Linked DNA regions of Sus scrofa: region 2 is linked to region 1. A link is a contact called in public Hi-C data. All regions are on one chromosome and are shown on one strand. The core of a region is the stretch at or near the end of the contact, and the rest is flanking DNA. Distances in the headings are between cores, read along the strand shown. Region 1 overlaps TBC1D1 (TBC1 domain family member 1). Region 2 has its middle 41 kb from the start of TLR10.

The links. A called contact is a pair of places that touch in the nucleus more often than the background predicts.
Region 2: a contact with region 1 is called in a Hi-C map of subcutaneous adipose tissue, with 4 times the contacts expected there. The contact joins two enhancer-like sites. A contact is called at or near these places in 20 of 47 Hi-C or Micro-C datasets (alveolar macrophages, blood, embryonic fibroblasts and 11 more) and 2 of 2 datasets of contacts at active chromatin or transcription factors (alveolar macrophages and skeletal muscle).

The regions. Positions count from the first base shown.
Region 1 is chr8:29,521,238-29,526,404 of Sscrofa11.1, forward strand. All of the region lies in intron 14 of TBC1D1 (TBC1 domain family member 1), which reads left to right. Among named protein-coding and RNA genes, the nearest start is that of MIR9840, 25 kb to the right of the region's middle. Within about 2 kb of position 2,209, at least 51 of the 83 cell types and tissues checked have an H3K27ac peak or open chromatin away from gene starts, as enhancers often do. A contact at or near this core is called in subcutaneous adipose tissue, where this site is marked.
Region 2 is chr8:30,090,988-30,096,154 of Sscrofa11.1, forward strand. No RefSeq gene overlaps it. Among named protein-coding and RNA genes, the nearest start is that of TLR10, 41 kb to the right of the region's middle. Within about 2 kb of position 3,009, at least 4 of the 83 cell types and tissues checked have an H3K27ac peak or open chromatin away from gene starts, as enhancers often do. A contact at or near this core is called in subcutaneous adipose tissue, where this site is marked.

The sequences.
Region 1 (5,167 bases), core at 959-3,458:
ACATTTTTTTCCGGGGGATTTGTGCTGCCTGGAGAAGCAGCGAGTTGGTCTGGTGGGGGAAATGCGGTGATAAAAGAAACATGTGGTACTAGGGATAAAGAAAAACCTGACAGCGTGCCAAGTGAAACCAAACATATGGCGTCTGCCTCGTTCCTGCCGGCTTATTTTCCAGGGAAGCTTTGTCTCCTGGGTGGCAGCAGGGCACAGAGAATGTGCAGGTGTTTGTTTTCTTAGCTGTGGGTTCTGCCCTAATTGTCAGGCCTGCAAAAAATGCTGAAAATCAACCTCTGACTAGACGTTTGGTAGTAGAAAGACTCCAGTTTTTCCTCCTAGTGTTTCATACAAAATATAATTCTTTGTGGTTAAGAAATAATTTTTTAGGGAACTCCCAACTATGGAATGGGGGAAAATTCTTTTACTTAACCTCTGTGGGCTAAGGGACAATTTTAGTCTTGGTCTAATGCCTTTCATTTAAGCATTTCCGATTACATTGTGTCTTTACGATTTCACTAACAATAGAAGCATTGACTTTACATGTCTTGTTTAAAAAGAGGAAAAGGAAAAACCCATCTAATACAGATAAGATTTATTGATTTGAAACCTATTGTATAAGCCAGTAGTCCAGTAAAACTGAAGTTCAAAGGGTTTTTGTGTTGTGAGTATAGCCGTGTCAATATGCCTGATTTATGGTACAGTTTGGTTGATTGGATTAGACATTAGCTGCAAATAGTAATGGCAAAACCAAGGAATTAATCTGAATCTTTATGTTATTGTGAAAAATGTAGAACTGTTGTATGACTGTGCTTTATTGTTCATGGCCAAATTTTCAAGAATTTATTTACCATTAGGAAATTTTAATGGACGATATAAGCAGAAAAACTGCAAGCAGAACTTGACTGGAACATTTAAGCATCACAGTGACATCTTTGCGACTCTGTTTTGATCCCTGGTTCTCTATGTTCACTGTGTATCAGTCACGTGGGGAGACTTATACTATGGGCTGCACCGGCCCCTCTGCTCTCACCTGGTCAGGAAGGTGGGGATGGGCCTGGGGTTGAAATCTTTCTTTTTAAACCCACCCAAAGCATTCAGACCGCAGCCTTGATTGAGAAGGCTGATTCAGATGTCAGAGGGCGACTTGAGACCCGGTCACCACTTGGTGGCAGTGTTGCTCCCTGTGTCTTGATGGCCCTCCTTTCTTTTTCCAGTCCCAGAAAAGTGTGCTTTCTTTTTTTATCCCCTCCGTGTTTTTGGTTTTGGTCTTGTTTTTGTTATAGTATGTACCTCCTTTGCTCATTTGCAGCTTATTTGAATGGAGAGCTACCGTTCTGAAATCGAGATGTTTTTCTTTCTTTTTCTGCAAGGTTTTAGGGTGTTGACAAAATAAGGAAGAGAACAAATGGTCTCTGGTTGCCAGAGACACATGGCTTTTTAAGATTATTCCTAACTTACTTTCCACATAACTTTGCTTTTCTGTGGTCAGTAAAGCCCAGGTTCAAGATGAAATATTGGGAATTGTTTGTTCATGGATTTCAGTAGTTTGAAGCTAGTAGATTTTTCTTCTTCCTCATGCTTTTTGGCATGTCAGTACAGATGGGGAAGCCACAGCAAATGGCTAGATTCTGTCTCAGTTTGCTGTTTTTGTGCCTGCTAACAGTTGTAAGTTAGCATTGATTGAGCCTTTCCTAGTTAACCATTGACATTTAAACAGTCAGTCAGTCCTTATACTTTGTGTGAAGCCTGGTGCTGAGGGTTGATGGTAACCCAGAGATTGAATTTTAACCTCTGCTGCTTGCTAGGAAGGCTGGGGAGGGGCTGAGGGCTTGGGTACTGGAGATTCTGGAGTGTAAATCCTTGCTTACAGCATCCGTAGGGCCCATCTAACTCTGGAGGCTGTACCCGTAAGCCTGCAGGGTTTAAGTCCGAAGTAGAGGATCTTGAGTTGTCACCCTTGAACTTGAAATCTGTAGGTACTGGGGAGCTAGTGAGGTTTATAAAGCAAGGAAATGGTAAGTAGTCTGGAAATAGCCTCAGGATAGACTCTGTAGGCATATCTGAACTTGAAGCAGTCTCAGAATCAGGGCAGGACCAGGGCGAGGCAGGCAGCCAGGCAGGCATCCTGAGTGCACAATTTAAGGAGGCACTCACTTTTAGGGCCCTGCGTGTATGGGCCCTGTGCTTCATGGCCCTGAGGATGAATGCCTCCTTAAATTTGCCTGCAGGCTGGCCTGCTTCCTCCTCCCCCAATCTTGGCCTCAGGTCTCGCACTGCTACCCTGCTCCCTGGACAGCACTGCTGGGAGGTTAGAGCAGCTCTCATGAGGAGTCCTTGGCAGGAAGCTTTTGTTTTGTTTTAAAAACAGCTTTATTGAGCTATAATTCATGTATTATACAGTTTACCCATTTAAATTATACAGTGTATTTTTCTTTATTTACAGGGTTTTGGAACCATCACTGTAATCTAATTTTTAAAATCTTTTTGTCCCCCAGAAAGAAACCCATAGTTGTCACTTCCCAAAACTCCCTCCCCTCCCCCCAACCCTAGACAACCACTAATCATCTTCCTGTCTCTATAGATTTGCCTGTTCTGGATATTTTGTATAAATAATATGTGGTTCTGTATGTGTGGCTTTTTTCACTTAGAATATTTTCAAGGTTCGTCATGTGTAGTGTGTATCAGTGCTTCATTTCTTTTTATAGTCAATTAACACTGCAGTGTATAGATAGACTTCAGATACACTTGTTTGCCCGTCGATGGGCATTTGGGTTTTTCTCCCTCTGGGCTCTCATGAATAGTGCTTCTCTGCACTTTCTCTGCCTGTGTGCACATTTTTGTGTGGTCATATGCTGAGAAAGGGTCTTAAGAGTGTTGTGGAACCTCCTTCTCCAGGGGCCTTGACCATGAGGGTGGTTAGGCCAGTGGGAATGGTTGAGCTCCCCTGCTGGCCGGCCTTGTTTGCTATCTGCTCCAGGCTGCGGGGGGGTCTGGGGGGGGTACAGGGGACACTGATGTTGCCCCCAGAAGTACCCAGGAAGGCGAGGGTAGGGATCCTCCATCAGGGCTCCCACAGCGGCCTCATTCCCGAGGGCAGTAGTCACAGGGCTACAGGGTAGTGACATTGGCCCAGGGCTGCATTTCTTTCAGCTGCCCTCTGACTGCCTGCCCAGAATCCCTTGGAGAACTTGTGGAAACAAGTTAGCTGTTCCTCACCCCTAAAGTGTCTGATTCTGGAGCCAGAATACTTGGTGGCGCCTGAGCATTTGCAGTGCTTACAAGAGCCTGATGCTGACACTGCAGGCTTGGGGGCCGCACTGTGAGGTCCTCTGAATTTCTCAAGCTGCAGCAGCTAATAGGCAAGGAAGGGTACATCCCATCCTGATTTAAACTCCAGCCAAAGAAGCCCTGAGTGGTTGTTAATAAAATAAAGAGATTGAAAATTAGAAATGTGTTCTTTGGCAGATGATGAAACAACAAACAAATCCTATCTTCTTTGCAATAAAACTATTAATAATAGCCATTGTAATTATCCTTATCACATATTAGGCAGTTAGTGTTGGCGCCTTCACACAGTCAGATGGTAATTCTCACGTGGGCTCTGCGCAGCCGTTACTATGCCCTGGCCTTTCACAGAGGAGGCCAGAAATATTGAAAGACCTGCAACTCAAATCAGGTCAGTTCTGCCCCAGAACCAGTCTCTTAATCACAGTCATGAGCTGTTGACAGTTTTAGGAATAAAGTATCAGGAGTTTTGACTGCTTTACTCAAGTTAGTGTTTGTGTGGTGAGAAGCTGCGGTGGAGTAAAAGAACAATTCTTATGTTGGCAGTATTCTAGAATTACATGCTAATTCTTGCTCATACACATTTGGGGCATTATTTACTGGTAATTCTCATTTTTAAAAAACAGAATTAGAAACTTCCTGGATGAGTGGTTTCTGCTAATTTCATCTATTTAAGTGAAAGAAAACACTGTACCTCCTGGAGGGGGCAAGGCCGGGCGTTCCCACTGGACTTGAGCTAGTGGCCCCAGAATTTCAGCTGCTAGCACACTCTTGGTTTTGTAAAATCCAGAGATAAAGCCAAGGGATGCGTTACACTGCTTTCTAAATGGATTTTTTTCCCCAAGTAAATTTGCTTTGTCATTGTCCTATAAATGAAAATATTTGCAGAATGAGTGCTAACAAGATTTTAAACACCTACCAAAGTAGGAATGCTATAATTATGATCTTATATTATTCTGAAAATAACTTGCAGTCCCAATCCATGCATTTTATACTTGGGAGAATAATGGGTTTTCCACAGAAAGTTGAAGACTTGTGCTCATTTCCTGTCCAGGTGTGTTAGCTTGAGAATTTTCGGTTGAGGACAGTCTTAGTGATGAGAGGTTATAGTCTCACCTCTTTGATTTTTTTTTGTTTGTTTGTTTGTTTGTTTGTTTTGGTTTTTTGCAGCATCTTCCCCAGACAGTTACTGAAGGGAAGTTTTTCTTTTTCCTATTGGCAGCAGCCTTGTCTCTTGCAAAGACTTGTGTTGGGGGTGGGGTGTGGGAACACTTGGCCTTTTCTGTCCTGCAAGACTTTTAAGTGTGGGACTTAGATTAGAGGGCGTAGGCAGGGATACCTGCCTTAACAAAGGAGGCATTTCTTCTGTCTCTTTGCAGAATGGCCGGTGTGGCTTGAGTTCATCATTCTCCCTAGGGAAATGTATGCACCATCTCCTGCAAGTTTTCTTCCATTGTCGCTAACACTCTGGTCTCCATCGAACCTTGTATAGCTCCCAGCATGCAGGAGGCTACGTACTGGTAGACCAGATGCTGCATTTCCATTCATTTGCCAGGTCAGTTCCACCTTTTTCAGCCCGTCACTTCCAGGTTGCAGATTTGACCTCACTGAGAGATTGTCTCTCGCTTGAATGTTCTGGAAATCCTGCTACACTGGCATAACCGGAGAGGGATTAATTCATACATAAGAAGGAGCCTGGCTGATAGCAGGTCCAGGCTGTTCATTAGTTCTGCGACATTCCCAGTGGGCTGGGGTCCTTTCTACTTTTCTGTTTCATCCTCTTGACCACCTTCTGGTCACAGTGCGGCTGCTCCCGTTCTGCTTCCCCTGCAGCTCTGAGGAGAACAAAGGAGGAGGCACCCAGGGCCAAGGGTGACCCCTTTGTAGC
Region 2 (5,167 bases), core at 1,759-4,258, 570 kb after region 1:
CATTCTTTGGGGAGGTAATCCCAAAAGTTGCAAGGGAAATTCCAGAGTGACTGTCTCTAGCCTTTAGGGCCCTGTGGTGGCTTGTCTGTGATGAATGGGGGCCATTTAGGGAGGCTGGATGGCCATGACCCATCCAAATCGGGACCCCAACATATGAGACTCTACTGAGAGCACTGATGATAAAGAGAAAGAAGACTGGAACAAGGTCCTAGAGGCCCCTTCCCAGAGGATAGAGATGAAGGGCAGCTCCTCCCTCAGAGCAGAGGCAGCGGAGTAGCTTGAGAGGTGCCCAGCTCTTCCATTATACTGCTGACATCCTGATAATATGAGTCTCTTTCCAGTTGAAAAGTAGCAGCCCTGTACTCATAGCTCATATGACTGCCTGTGGATGGCTGGTGAATAGACAAAACACAAGAACCTGGATTACCTACCAAATACTTGGGGGTTATCTGACCAGGTAAGACAAACGTGGTACCCTCAGCGGAGACTGACGAAATGCAAACACATCCCCCACCCACCACCCTAAACAATTACAGACCCAGGCTTTAAGGATATTAACTCAGGGACAGTCTTGTGGCTCAGACATGGCCAGTTACCCAGAAGGGTGTGGTTGGAGCCTGGGGTAATGGCAAAATGATAAGAGTCCTTTTGGGCTTCTGGTGCCAGCTGTGGAAAGGGGCAGAACAGCAATACTGTGTTATGAACAGCAGCTCTGTGTAGCCTACAATGCATTGGAGCAGGTGGCGGACATTGCAAAAGACCTCCTTGAGTCATTGAGCCAAACAAAACAGGAGTTCCTGTCATGGCTCAGTGGTTAATGAACCCGACTAGTATCCATGAGGACTCAGGTTCAATCCCTGGTCTTGCTCAGTGGGTTAAGGATCCACCGCTGTGAGTTGTGGTGTAGGTCACTGATGTGGCTTGGATCAGCTGTAGCTGTGGCGTAGGCTGGCAGCTGTAGCTCCAATTCGACCCCTGGCCTGGGAAACTCTATATGCCTTGAAAAAAAAAAAAAAAAAAAAAAAAAAGGAAGGGACTTAAAGAGTTCCCCTGTCTTCTACCAGGCCCTATCTAAGACTACTAAAGTAATTAATCTGGGCCCCCTACTGGAGAAAGGCACCATTAGATTAATGCTGTGGTCCTTTGTCATATGACCTCTCCAGCGTTTGACCCTGGCTGTGGGGACTTAGGGTGGTCAGGCTGTATGGTACTGCAGGCAGGACACAAACCCTAGGCAGTGGTGGTACTGTCTCAGAATGCTGATACTGCTTGTATTGTGCTTAATGGTCATGATCTCTCCTGCACTGTGTCTGTTAAACATCTCACATTTCATCCCTAGCCAGCGTGGAGGGAATCTGTTTGCAAACTGTGGCCTCACTACAAAATGAGCGTGAGGCTGGGTCTGCAGTGAGATGAAAATGCGCCCTAGGGGGACACTGAAGACTCTGACCTTCCTCCTGTCCTGCCTGCCAAGCACCTGACTCCAAAATTTACCCACCTTTTGGTGAATCCCTCTCATTTTTAAATTTTTTTTTTTTTTTTTTTAGGGCCACACCTGCAGCATATGGAAGTTCCCAGGCTAGGGGTTGAATCGGAGCTGCAGCTGTCGGCCTATGCCACAGCCACAGCAATACCAGATCCGAGCCACATCTGTAATTTACACCACAGCTTCACAGCAACACTGAGTCCCAGACCCACTGAGCAAGCCCAGGGATCGAACCCACATCCTCATGTATACTAGTTGGATTTATTTCCTCTGTGCCACATTGGGAACTCCCACGAATCCCTCTTTTTAGTGTACAGGGTATCTTACTCTTGATACTCTTTAGCTGCTGTTGTCTGTATTTTATTTGTGGGATTTTGTTACCAATACCCCCTGACCCCAGGGATACCACGGAAGAGGGGCAGACCAAGATTGTAAGGATAGTGCAGGGTATGTAGGGGTGGAGCGTATGTCAGGACATCCAAGATGGCTGTTCTCTTGCTCTCTGTGCATCCCCTGCTCAGCCAGTCCCTGCTGCCCCCACATCCTACACACACGCTATCCCATCCTCTTAATCATAGGGCTTAATCAGTAACTGCCTCCATGCTTGCCCCCTGCCCCAGCTGCTGGTTCCCCTGGTAACTGATGAGCCTGTCTGAATCAATTCACCCTATAAATGGTAGCCTCCCTCTCCCCCCAGGAAGCAAAGGCTGCTGCCATGTCCTGCCTGCCACCTGCTGTCCACTGGGGTGTCTCTCCAGGATTCGTGCTTTGGACATTTAAGATTCTCCATCCAATAAATTGTTGATATCTCCAGGCTCTTCAGTCTTGAGGCTGGACCATACAAAGCTGGCAGGCTGCAAGGTGTAGCCCCACAAGTAGGCATGATTATTCTACAGGGCAGAAAACTGCACCTCAAAGAAAGTGGGTGACGGCCTTAAAGACACATGGCTGGTAAGCAGCAGAATCAGGATTCACTTGGCTCTGTTGCTCCAGGATACCCTGCAGCTATTTGGGGAAAATGGAGATAATGAAGCCAATGGTGAAGAAAGGGAAGAAATGTACCAACTGGTTAGGGCAACACTTGTTGCTACAACGAACTCTGAAATTTGTAATCGCTCCAACAATTGAAGTTGGTTTCTTCCTCGCCTTAAGTCTAAGGTCACATTAAAATCTGCTGAACAGATGGCTTTCTTCCAGGCAGGGATTCGGGACCCTGGGCTCCTTCCATCTTGTGGTTCCACCAACTTCGATAGGTGACTTCAAACTGCAGTGCCTTTCGGCGTGATGCCAGCAGGAGGACAAAGAACGTGGAGGATAGGAGGTCGCCTGGGTCAGACTTGGAAGTGGCCCACCTCACTTCTCGTGACCTACTTTCAGCTAGAATTTCCTTACTCTGTCAAAACTTAGCAGCCGTGAAACTGCAAGAAAGCCTGGAAACTGTGGAACAGCTCTGGGCAGAGAAAGAAAGGGAAATGAGTTTGGTAGAGCTGAACAGTCCCTGCCGCCACCCATAGCCAACATCCAGGAACCGGAGGTTCCCGGACAGAGCCAAAGCCCCGCCCAGGGGTGCGCGTGCAGGAAGCCGAACTTTCAGCTGCACCTCAAGCTGCAAATGTGCCCAAAGGGCTTCTGTGATGAGACTTGATTGTTTTATCTTGTTTGGGGAAATGTTCCCCTCCAACTTGAACCTTGCCAACCCTAGCAGCCCCAGACCTGTGCTTACCAATGAACACAGACCCCCAAGTGGAACCACGTGTGTTTCCTTGAACCCTATAATCAGGGGTTGGTTTAGGGAAAGTCACGTGATCCATTGAGAGCCTATTGGCTCCTTCCCTAACCAATTAAGAAGGCTCTTACTTCTCTGGCTATAAGGCTGTAAGAAGGGAAGTGTGTGTGGTCTGGCATCACGCCTGCAGCCTCAGGGACGCAGCCAGAAGCATAAATGCAGCGTGTAGTATATGGAGATTCCCAGGCTAGGGGTTGAATCAGAGCTGTAGCTGCGGGCCTACACCACAGCTCACAGGAACACCAGATAGTTAACCCACTGAGTGAGGTCAGGGATCAAACCTGCCTTCTCATGGATGCTACTCAGATTTGTTTCCTCTGAGCCATGATGGAAACTCCCCCTCTTTTTAAAAAATTAATTAATTTTTGTCTTTTTAGGGCTGTACCTGTGGCATATGGAAGTTCCCAGGCTAGGGGTCGAATGGGAGCTGCAGCTGCCGACATACACCACAGCCACAGCAACATGGGACCTGACCTGCCTCTGTGACCTACACCACAGCTCACAGCAACACCAGATCGCTGACCCACTGAGTGAGGCCAGAGATCAAAACTGCCTCCTCACGGATATTAGTCTGCTGAGCCATAGCAGGAACTCCCCTTCCCTGCCATGTCTATAGTTTGATTCTATAACCTGATAGTTTCTCTCTTTGCTTAATCTGGTTCAAGGTGAGTCTGTCACTTGCAACTCAAAGAGTCATGACTTCACACATCCAGCATGCCAGAAGACCTTCTAGAAGGTAAATAGGCTCAACAACAAATTTTTTTTTTTGTCTAGCCATGTTCATGTGTATACTCTTACACACACACACACACACACACACCCACACCCTTCTTCACACCCTTATGGGTTTGTATCTCCCTAAAAAGACATGCTGAAGTCCTAACGCCTAGTGCTTCAGAATGTGTGCTTATTTGTAAATAGGGTCTTTAAGAGAGTAAATCAAGTTAAAATGAAGTCTTTAAATTAGACCCTAATCCAGTATGATGGGTGTCCTTATAAAGAGAAATCTGGACATGCACAGAGGGAAGACGTCATGTGAAGGAGGCAGAGGTCGGGGTGATGCTTCTGGGAGCCGAGGGAGGCCCGAGATTAATGGCAAATCCCCAGAAGCTAGGAGAGAGGCATGGAGCATGTCCTCCCACAGAGCCACAGAAGAAAGCTTGCAGACACCTTGACCTCAGACTCTGGCTTTGCCAGAGTTCTCTTCTGGGAAGAAAAGCAGTATTTTTCCTTGTCTCTGGAAGCTCTTTGCAAAGTCCTTGAGGAGCTCCCTTTCTTCTTTCTTACTATGCAATGTAGGATACAGATTATTCGTAATTGCGTACCCAGGTGTGTGTGTGTGTGTGTGTTGGCCATGGAGAAGGAGGTTACTGTAACGATAAGAGTAATGACCACTGATTGACTATACACTTTAGGTCAGATACTATTCTTGGTCATTTTAAAGATATTATCTCATTTACTTTTATTTTTATTTTTTTTTGTCTTTTTGCCATTTCTTGGGCTGCTCCCGTGGCATATGGAGGTTCCCAGGCTAGGGGTCTAATCGGAGCTGTAGCTACCAGCCTATGCCAGAGCCACAGCAACACAGGATCCGAGCCACGTCTGTGACCTACACCACAGCTCACGGCAACGCCGGATCCTTAACCCACTGAGCAAGGGCAGGGATCGAACCCACAACCTCATGGTTCCTAGTCGGGTTCGTTAACCACTGCGCCACGACGGGAACTCCCCCATTTACTTTTAGAAAGAAAGTGTAGTGTCTTGATGTGAGGTCAACTCAGATCTGAGTTTGAATCTTTGTTCTTGTCTTTATCAGGTATTAGGCCTTGGTCATGTAACTTAACTTCCATGAGCTCTTTCCTCTCAATGGAATAATAATTTCTATTTTGTAGAAT